Linked DNA regions of Rattus norvegicus: region 1 is linked to region 2. The links are chromatin contacts, called in public Hi-C maps. All regions are on one chromosome and are shown on one strand. The core of a region is the stretch at or near the end of the contact, and the rest is flanking DNA. Distances in the headings are between cores, read along the strand shown.

Region 1 (5,165 bases), core at 996-3,495, 470 kb after region 2:
ATAAACAAGGAGGAGAAGGAGGAGGAGGAAAGAAGTGGAACAGGAAGTGGAAGAGGAGGAGCATGAGGAGGAGAAGGGGGTGTAGTAGTAGGCGAACAACAAGCAACAACAACATATGGCTCAAGTTGAGGATGAATTGGGATGAAATCAATGTTCCTTAAACCCAGGTCTTTATCACATTTTATGGCTGTGCATTTCTATGTTGGGGAAGTTTGTAAATAGATCCTTCCTTCTTGGATGTTTAGAGTCTCTTAAAGCTCAGGAATTATTTTGTTATTGCTTTTGATGATGTGATATTCTCAAATCAGTTATTGCCGTCAAGGAGCCAAAGGGACAAAAGGGACTAAGGATACAACTAGAGATATGATGTGATTAACTCCTCTAAGTTCTATACAGCGAGGAAATGCTGGGCTATATTAGAGAGCCAGCTTGATGTTAGCAAAAGACTGGGAAGTAACTACTACACGTATAATTACACAAAAATCAATACTCTTGAAAACTGTGATTCTGTGGTAAAAGCACCTGTCATCCTGAACTTTGCTCTGGCTAGATTTCTAGACTTTTTAATGGTTAGAAAGAGATGGATACAAGAGAAGTTAATTTTAAAATATACCAATTTTCCCTCAATAATTAGTCTTCATAAAAGCAGAACAATTTATAAAAATATAAAACCATGCTCTAACTTAAGTAGTGTAGATACTGAAACATTTTATACTATAGCTTTGTGACACATGTATAAATTAGCCCACTCCCTTGCCTGTATTCAGGAATATTTTTAAACAATGGTGGGTTTCATATTGTAATATCAAAATCAGATTGAGAAGGCTACATACTTTAGATATAAATAGATCTGAGACTCCTTAACCTCGATATTATTATATAAAAATTTAATTATCTCGTGATGAGATGTTGAAAGGATATACTTTTGAGCACATTGATTTTATTGCTATAATGTGTCTGATATTCAATATCTTAAAGTCAATAAAGATAATATAAATATATGTAATATAAATGTCTGATACTTGCAATTAATAATAATGGGCAATTAAATTACAACTCAGGCAAACATACACACATTTATTTCCCTGCAGAATTTACTATGGGTCCAATTGGAACAAGAACCTGAGAGGGGCAGCCTGCAAGGCCCACACTATCCTGGAAAAAGAACATTGGCTATCCCATGGCAGTCTGCTCTATCTCTTCACAGGCTACACACATAATTTGCATGAGTAGGTGGCTTAAGCCACTTAATCAAAATGACTCATTTCCTCCCCAACATATGAATCAAAAAAGAATAGCACATGAACACACCCCCAGGTCTTAGTTGGCTGATGCTGGTCTCCAGGAAGCACAAAGCAAACATTCCACTTCAGTAGAGGGGAAATTCTTTTTTTTTTTCTGATGGAAGTACTCTGCTTCTCCTGGAAACTGTTACAGTTCAGTTAATGGCCAAAATTCTGAAGGTATTTGTTTTCTCAGAAATTGTTTTAATGAAATAAATGTGTTCCAAGTTGACAAATTGCCTTCATATGGTTACAATTTCACATTTTGATTGTGAGAAACGTCTTAGGAATTATACTTTTATATATAAACATTTAGTTTAAAAATGTATAATATTATACTTGTCCACAAAGTTCTGTGATAATGTGATTACATTCATTCTTCACTGACCTCTAATTCCCTCTCCCTCCTGCAGATTCCTCTTTTTTTTCCCAATATCTCCTTCTAACATTCATGCCCTTCTTTTCCTTTCTTTTTTCCCCCTATTTTAGAATTCATGATTGAAGCAAAAAAGTGAACCATAGGAAGAATAAAATGTGGACTACGGGTCTCTTTTCTGCAGCTCAGTTACTCAAAAAATGTGGTCCACTCCCAATAGTTTCTTCTCTTACCTCTTTTGTGCCTGGGTGTGATTTCTGTCTTTGCAAGCAAGCTGGAAATAGCCTCAGCTGTACATGTGCTTGTGGGGGTGGAGAGAGAAAGAAGTGATGGGGAATAAAAAGCAATGGAGGCAGATGGGATCAAATCGCCCCCACAATTCCTTAGGCTTAGCAGGTTGTACCAGGCACCCTAGATCTTGTGCTGACCATTTCACTCGCTCTAATTCTTGTTATCACCTTGTGATTCATTGCTACAATCTCTACCCTTCTTTGAAAGCAAGTAGGAGACTGTTTTTGGAGCAACTCTCATAGACACAGTGAATGCTGTAAGCACAACACCTACTGTAATTTCTCATATGCTGGTGATCTCCAGAACAGCTCTTGATAAGTCAGCAATTTGTTCACACAGGAAGCAGATTCATCATCAAGAAAACACACGGGATGTAATGAACATGGTCCATTGCTGTCAATGCTAAAAGCACCGTCTCTGAAAGTGTCTCCCTCCTTCCCTACCCTTCCCCTCCTTTCCTCCAGATCTCTCTTTATTATCTTTTTCCTCTCTTCTCCAAACCTTCCCTCTCTCCTCTCCCCTTTCCACTCTTTATCGCTTTATCTCTTCCTCCCCAACTTCACCACCCCATTGGAAAGATATTTCCCCACCTTCCCAGGATCTTTTTCTCCTTAATTTAAAACTTCAATTTTTCTAGAACTGTTTGTTAACCATGAAACAATATTTTTAAGATGAGTTTCATCCCAAAGCATTGCATCTGAGTGAGAATTGATCGGAGACTTAGTGTGTACACAGACACCAAGAGTTTACCCCAGGACTTAGGGAGATATGAACAGGATGATAATCTTATAGTCACCACTGGTATCTGCTGTTTTAGAATTAAATTTCATTCAAAATTCTGAACCTTGTGTGGGTGGAAAATGGATTGGGCAGCCAAAAAGATTGAGTGACTCATACACAGCAGCCAACTGTGAGGGATGGTTACCAAGCAACTGTCTCAAAGGCTTCCTGGCTGCTCCCTGGAGGATGCTGCCCCCTTTCTAGTGAACCCTTATATGCTCAAGCTGTAGTTTCAACTGCAATGTACTTCTCCTTTTGCTTTCTCAACCTGTATTCTCTGCCCATGACTCTCTAAGAGTCCCTTGCCCTGCTACACTTTGCAGGTGATGATGTTAGCCTCCTCTGAATTCCAAATTTCATCCAGATTGTTTCATCATAAAATGTACCTAACCTATGCTAAACTCACTTGCTCGCTTAAAGTGATTTTAGCTAAATTCTCTCTAGAATCTAGAGTGGATTATCAGGATATTTTTAATATAACAATAATTCATGATACATAGTTAAACTTGAATCACCTTATGTAGGTTTTTATATTAGATATAATTATATTGTGTTAAAACAAACTAATCTGAAATAAAAAATTCTTGCTATTCACCACCTTACCTGTGCTACCCTACCACTATTAAATCATTTCCTGAAGCAAGATTGGTGGTGGGAGTCTCTTTAGTCTACACACTTAGGAAGCTGAGATAGAAGAGATCATTTTAGTTCTGAAGTTTAAGGACATCGTGGAAAACATAGAAAAATTCTTACTTCAAGAAGCCAAAACAAACAAATGAACAAATATCAAACAAACATATAAATAAAAAAACAAACCTTGCATGTTTTCTAGCTTTTCTTATAATTTATTACTTCTTTGAGCAAACCAACAAAAAAGTAAATTGTGTAGCTGTTTTTCAAATCATAGATTGGCCATCATGTCACTAAACAGTAAATTAGCCTACAATGGGAAGAACTAAAGGCTTTTTTTAAAATTTGTTTTGCTATGTATAATTTTTTTCTAAATGCTGTAATCTTAGAAAAACTGTAGGTGTGTTCACAGAGTAAAGCTGGCGAATAACGTCTTTTGGAGACACAGCACCCCAATCATCCTCTAGTTTTTGTTCTGCTTGGGTTTATGTGCCCATCATTTCTCCACTCAGCAGGTGCCTAGATAATGAGATCCATATGGAACAAAGTACCAGCACTTGAGGGTAATGGGATCTAGTTCTAACAGGAAAAGATTAGGACACAGAACAGTTTTTCTGTGGGAAGAGCAAAGCAACCAAGTCTTATGTAGTCATGACTGGCCTCATATTCCTTTAAGTGAGGAGGATGACGTTAAACTCCTCATTTTCCTTTCTCAACTCCCAAATGCTAGGATTACAGCGGTGATTCACCATAGTGGCTCTCCTGTCAGTCTATCCTCAGGGCCAAACCATTTGGTGAGACAGTGAAAACAAAATAAAACAACAAAACCAAACAAAAAGCAACAACAACAACAAAAATTCTATCTTCTGAAGTATGTCAAAAAAATAAACAAAAAGTAAATTAATGAATGACAATTTAAAGGTTTAAAGGATGTATTACTACTCGTAATGAAATATATTCTACTTAAGATTCCCTTTAAATTATTTTGATTGAACTCCTTTATTTGTAAAACTCAATGTGAATCATAACTGCTCATTAAATGGTGTTTTATACTAAGAATCACATAGAGCTTAATGTATGTAGTCTTATCTGTACTCCTTAGTATATGAGGTCAAGCTGAGCCTATAGAGAGGAAAGGTGATGGAGGTGATGATGATGATGATGATAACGATGATGATGATGATGATCACACATTTTCCTGTATCTATCGAAGGCTTCTTCACACTAGGGGCAACTGATACTGTCATTCTTTTGCAGATCAGATGAATGAGGCACTATGAAGGCAATGATCTGCTTGGCTTTATGCAGCTCAGAAGATGCAAAATTAGATTCTGATTCCAAAGCTTGTTGTCAAAGTACAAACTCTTAACCAAAAGGCCCTACTATCCTCCTATAAGTATCTTTTGCTGTGCTTTTTCACATATGTTTGTCAGAATGGAACTAAGACCATGAACTGATTTAGAAGCAGTGTGTTGATATTTGTATGTTGGGTCTAATTCTCTCTTCTTCCTGAAGACACTGCTCATTTCAAGGGTTAGCAAAACATCGTCAAATCCTGTAACTCCATTTTGTAGAGAAAGTTTGGCAGGATGGATACAGCCATAGACATTTGTTTATGTATTATCTTGGCTATGTCTGGACTAATACTGAAGAATCAAGCAGCTTCAATAGAGACTTATATAGCTTGTAAAATCTGAGATATTTATTATCTTGTCTTTTACATCAAAATTTGGCAATTCTTAAATTACTAATAACTGATATATGACCTCATATTCCCTGTTTCCAAACCAACTTTTTTAATTATT
Region 2 (5,565 bases), core at 1,385-3,884:
AGCCTGAGGGATTCAAATACAGTTATTGCTCAGTACACCCCTAAATAACTTTAGACTCGACTCGATAGTTAAGGAGAAGTAAAATCACCCCTGAACCCCACTTTCTCTCCCTTCCCTGCTGTGATGAGTACTTTGAAGGAAGCCTGGCAGACTGCTCCATTCTTTTCCGGCAAGACCTCCAGGTGGTTCCCTAGACCCCAGCAACTGGGAGTGCTTGAACCAGAGACAGATGCACGTGTTTCAGAAAGGCAGTAGCTTTTGAAGCTCTAGAGCACCCATGAGCAAGTGCTTAGGGCCTGAAGAACTTACCCCCATGCCCTCAGAGGGAATGTGTCATTTCAAACTAGGAGCCAGCTGGGACCAGATATCTGGGTGGAGGGTAGGTTGCAACAAAGAATGTAGGACTTGGTAACCAAGAGGCATCCCAGACTGTGCTCCCCTTCGCTTTCTATCGCCTCTGGTCAACTTTATTAAAAATAAAAGGGAACTTTAGCAACTGGAATACTGAGCTTCTCATAGGCTCAGCCTGAAACAAAGAAAAGCTACTTCCTAATACAGTTTCTCTTGCGTTGGAGGAATCACGTGTTCACTTTCACTGGTACGCACTCTGCTCGCCCACGCGATGAAACCTCTATTGTGCTTAGAAATTTTGCTCAGGTTAAAATATGCTCAAACACAAATTGCTTCTCATCCATCAGCAGAGCCCCATCTAGAGACTCGGTTGCACATGCTCTCCTGCTGACCCAATTACCACTGCAGGTAATTCCGATGTGCTTAAGTGTACTGGGAAAGTAATAGCAAAGAGCAGGTGGAGGCCCGCTGCCTCTATTCCCACCCACCCCCTCCTGCTTTCTGAGATTCCTTTTGATGGAGAACTTGGAAAGGAACGTGGGAGTCACAGATGGTTCCTTCCTGAGGCCGATTCCCAGGAGTTGTGAAAGTAACCCCTTCTCTGCCTGGTGAGGTGCCACTTGCTTTGTGCCTTGGTGGGGAGGGGCAACCAGCAAGAGAGGGGGCCGGGGGCGGATCTTTTCTCTCCCCAATCCTGATGGCCAAGTAGTGTAATGAAGCAATTTTTGCAGCCATCTCGGTTATGAAGTCACTGTTTTTAACGACAATCTGTGCAGCCCCCACCCCCATCCCGCCCCCATCTTGACTCTAAATTTGGTGATATAGGAGATCTCTGGTAGCCCAGCTAATTGTCCGCAAGCAGGGTGTCACAGTTACCCCAATGTTGGCGGGTCTTTGCTCCTTTTCCAAATACAATCCAAGGCATGTCCTGAATCCCTAAAGACTCCGGAGGATGCCAAGGGACCCTGAGCTGAACCAGTGAGGTTCCCAAGCTTCTCCCGCAGAACACAAAGGAGTTGCCAGGCTCTCCAAGCCAGGCACCTTCCCTGACTCCAAGGAAAGCATTCCCCATCCTTTCCCACTTCTTTCTGTCCTTTAGTCTTTCCTGCTTCCCATCCTCTTCTTCTCCCCAAACCCCACCCTTTTCTTTCTATCCTCAATGACATACACCCCAATAATTCCTTTATAGATAGCAAGACAGTAATACACCTTCCAAGATAAAGCACAAGTGTGTGCTGCCACAAGTGTGTGTGTGTGTGTGTGTGTGTGTGTGTGTGTGTGTGTGTGTGATCACACTTGCTCTGTCCCTCACCACGGGGAAAGCGGACTGGATACCCCAGGACAAAAAAAAGAAAAAGAAAAAAAATTGCAGAAGGCCATATCTCGCAGGACCCCGTGGTCCTAGCACCAGTGCTCCACACTGGCTCCTCACCTTTCCTTTTCGCAATATGTAACCCTTTAGGGTCCCTCGACCATCCAAAGCTCTGGTCTCCTAAAGCACTTGTCCAGCTAGCGCCGGATTCCCACAGACCGGCAACCGCCCCAACGCTGAGGCACGCGGGCCACCTGAGCCTCCCAGATCCCCACTCCTCGACTGTGGGCAGAGGTCCCCCAGTGTCCTACTCACATCGCAGGAAGCAGAAACTACCCATGAGGGTCCAGGGAGCGAAGGCCTTGCAGCTGCCGAGGGTTACTCCTTAAAGTGCTCTGGGGTCCGCAGTGAAGCCAGTAGGGAAGTCCTCCGAAAGCAAAGGCAGAGGGGACTCCGGGCAGATGCGGTGTCAGACCATGGTGCCACTGCCCTTCAGGTGCAGGGATGGAGAGGTGCCCCGGGGGAACCAGGAGCCCGCCGGGAACACCACTGCGGCCAGTCCCCGGCCTCCGCCCGCCCAGAGCGCCGCGCTAGCGACCGTAGCAGCAGCAGTGGCGGCGGCGGCGGCGGAGGCGCAGCTCCCTCCCCGCCCCCAGAAGGCTCCACAGACAATAAATCCTGGGTGGAGAAGAGAACGGCAGCGCGGGCGAATCGTGTACCCAACTCGGTTGCTGCCCCGGACGGCCGCGACGCCTCTCAAGAGGCGAGGGACCCCGTGGCCAGGGGCGCAGCAGGCAGTGGCCGGGCTCCTCCGCTCCCGCAACTGCGGGTGGCGGCGGGGGTCCTGGGTGGGCGGTTGCAGGTCGCGCTGGCCCAGAGGCTGGGTGGCCGTGGCTCGGAGCCCGGGGTTGGCCCAGAGCGGGGTCCTCCGCGGTGCCGCGGCTTGGCGCACAGGTGCCAGGATTGGCAGACGAGGCGCTGCTCCTGGCTCGCGCCTGTGACTCCCCACTCTCCCCGCCCCCTCTCTTTCCTCCCACCCCCTTTTCCGACGACACCAGCTGCAGCTGCTTCAAAGTGTGAAAAATGTCAAGGAGATTTTCCAGGGCTCAGAAAGGATGACCACCTTCCCAGACCTCAGCCATTCTTGCTTGCCCCTGGTGACCTCTACTTGGACTCCTGCAATTTGGAAGAGCAAGATCTCAGTCCCGCGGAGAAATGAAATGTTCTAGCTTTCTCTGGTTCCGTTATCACCCGCAGCCTTTAGACAGCCATCTGAGCTCTCTAGGTCCCTCAGTTGCCTGGAGTACACAAAGCAGGTGTCATCAGGCTCGCACCGGGCAGCGCGGGCTCCCCGGGGCGTTCTCCCACCGGCCCCGGGCGCTCCTGCTGGCGGCGCGGCGTTCTGCAGCGCCGGGAATCCGCCAGCACCGCGGCTATAGGCCTGTGCGCTGGGTGCTCCCACACCAGTTCTGTGACGCTGCGCGTGGCTCCGCAGGCTGCCGCTCCTGCTATCTCAGCAAAGAGGCCGCCAGGAGCGCCTCCTCGGGGTTTCCTCCCTGCCTGTGTTGCCCGCTGCAGGTTGCAGGCTGACCAAGAGAAAGGTCTCTGCTTGTGAGCCTAGTGGCTATCATAGAGACTTAATGGCAGCTTTCAAGACCCCTTCTTTCTATTTTGGTCTGGGATTGCTGCTCCAGGGAGGTGCAAAAATGAGAAGTGTTTCCCAACTTCCCTTCTTCTATTCACAATCCGGCTCCTTCTGCCTCTGAACTCAGGAACATTCGCTCTCCCCTACACATTCACAGGAATGCACACACAGAAAAACACAGACATGCACAAAAAGCTTTAAAAAGTGATGAAACCGGTGCTATATTTAGATCCCTGCTCTCTAGGTGAAGCCAAATTCCTTCTATCTGGGGATTCTCCTGTGATTTAGAGGTGATAGGGCTAGGAGCCTTCCCATTCTTTCTCTCCAATGCCAGTTGAGTGTGACATTCAAAGCTGTGTGAGCTCCCAATTTTCTGAAAAGTAAAAGTGTTGGCATGTATATTTGATCTGGAATACAAAAAGTCTTCAAGGTTAAACATTCTCCCCCTCACTCCCCTACCCCCACCCCCATCCCCACCCCTGACAGCTGCCAGGAATTGTCTAGGAAGAGATTGGGGAATGAGATATATATCATTTATAGATGAGCAAGGAAAAGGATTACAGCTTTATCGGGGCAAAGGGAATAGGTTAGTAGACTCTTAAGGAGACTTCCCTTAATTTACATATAGAAGGGGAAAGGAGTAAATTTTGGAAAACTAGATTTAAAAAAAGCGTTGTGAAACAGTGTAAAACTTGTTCTGAAAATAGCAAAAACAAAAGACAAAAAATGTTGAAAGGATACATTTTAAAACCTGACCTTTGTTGAATTTTTTTATTTTTATTTTTTTGCCGGGTTTTGTTCTTTGAACATCTCACTGTAAGCTACAATGTCTCAGTTGGAGGAGATACTGCGAAAACTTTTAGATAGGAATTGAAAATTTATTAAAAATAGCTCATCACAGCTTATGCCCCATTACAGAAATCCTTTGCAAGGTTCCAGTTCTTTTCAGTTTAGCTTACAATGTTCTTTCTCAGTCTGTATGTTGGGCCCACCCTTATGAAAAAGACACAGAAAGCTCATCAGAGTTGAAAACTGTGTGCAGTAGAACTCAGAACTTCTTACTCTAATTTGATAATTCACTCTCTTGCATCAAAACATTTCAAATTCATTGCAGCATCATAGCTGGCTATAAGTAACTTCTTTTGGCCTTCATAAACAAAGGGATGTCCTCGCACTATGAGAAATTGTTTTTCTTTCCAACGGGAGAAAAAGCTTGCAAAACCAGAAACTAAAATTAAGTACCACCACAGTAGCTTATTTTAAACCACATGCCTTCTTTCTCCTTTACCTTTAGATTATAATCTCACACTGGGGCATTAATATTCAGACAAAAGACATCTTGTAGTAGAACATGAATACAGTACTAGAAATGACAATAAGAGGCTTTGGTGGGGTTGGGGATTTAGCTCAGTGGTAGAGTGCTTGCCTAGCAAGCTCAAGGCCCTGGGTTCGGTCCCCAGCTCTGAACAAAAGAAAAAAAAAGAAAAGAAAAAAAAAAAAAAGAAAAAAGAGAGAGAGAAAAAAAAAGAGGCCTTGGCTACAAGGCCCCAGGACACCTTCCTCACCACAACTAAGATTTATGAATTTTGAAGGAAATTTGGCCACCTTCAATATTTATACAATGAGGTATATTGGGTATATTGATGGTGTCAGTGGTTTCACAGAATCATAGAACTATTGAATTGCAAATGTTCTATTGTCTTTAAACTCCAACTTTTCCTGTCTCCAACACTACTTCTAATTATATGGAGATAACACGATGAAAAGTTCATGCAGATGCCTGACATCAAAAAAAAAAAATCACAATTTACAAAGTTAGACCAAAGAGTTTTAACACTAGCTATTCAATATGCATCCACATATGGTTAGATATTAAGCTATAAAATTTTATGAGGTGCTAATCAAGTTCTTTGACTTATACTATTAAAATCATTGAAATGATAATCTATTCTTGGGATGAGCAGGCCTAAACCTTATTTAAAAATGAAAGGCATGATGGTGTTAAATTGTCAGGTGCCAAAAACCTTGCTCATAATTCTTTTTTGATGTCTGCAATATTTACAAAGATATCCTCTTTGAAGAATTCTCAATTAAGGTTAAAACTACATGCAGAGAGGGCATTGTTTCAACTTTAAGAATTGTTAATATCCTGAAAACTTGGCTTCTTTAGATATTGGTAACTGGGGTAAGAGAAAACTTTATTGGCTTTAGATTCATTGAGATACAGTTCTTATATATCAGAGTTGGTAGGATTTGG

The links. A called contact is a pair of places that touch in the nucleus more often than the background predicts.
Region 1: a Hi-C map of prefrontal cortex shows a contact between it and region 2, with 7 times the contacts expected there. The contact joins the enhancer-like site here to the promoter of Lrrc7 in region 2. A contact is called at or near these places in 2 of 12 Hi-C or Micro-C datasets (frontal cortex and prefrontal cortex).

What each region holds. Positions count from the first base shown.
Region 1 is chr2:250,761,791-250,766,955 of GRCr8, forward strand. No RefSeq gene overlaps it. Among named protein-coding and RNA genes, the nearest start is that of Lrrc7, 470 kb to the left of the region's middle. Within about 2 kb of position 2,246, at least 7 of the 93 cell types and tissues checked have an H3K27ac peak or open chromatin away from gene starts, as enhancers often do.
Region 2 is chr2:250,291,084-250,296,648 of GRCr8, forward strand. Lrrc7 (leucine rich repeat containing 7) reads right to left here and starts at 2,635. Exons shown (of 27, transcript NM_057142.2): 1 at 1,979-2,635.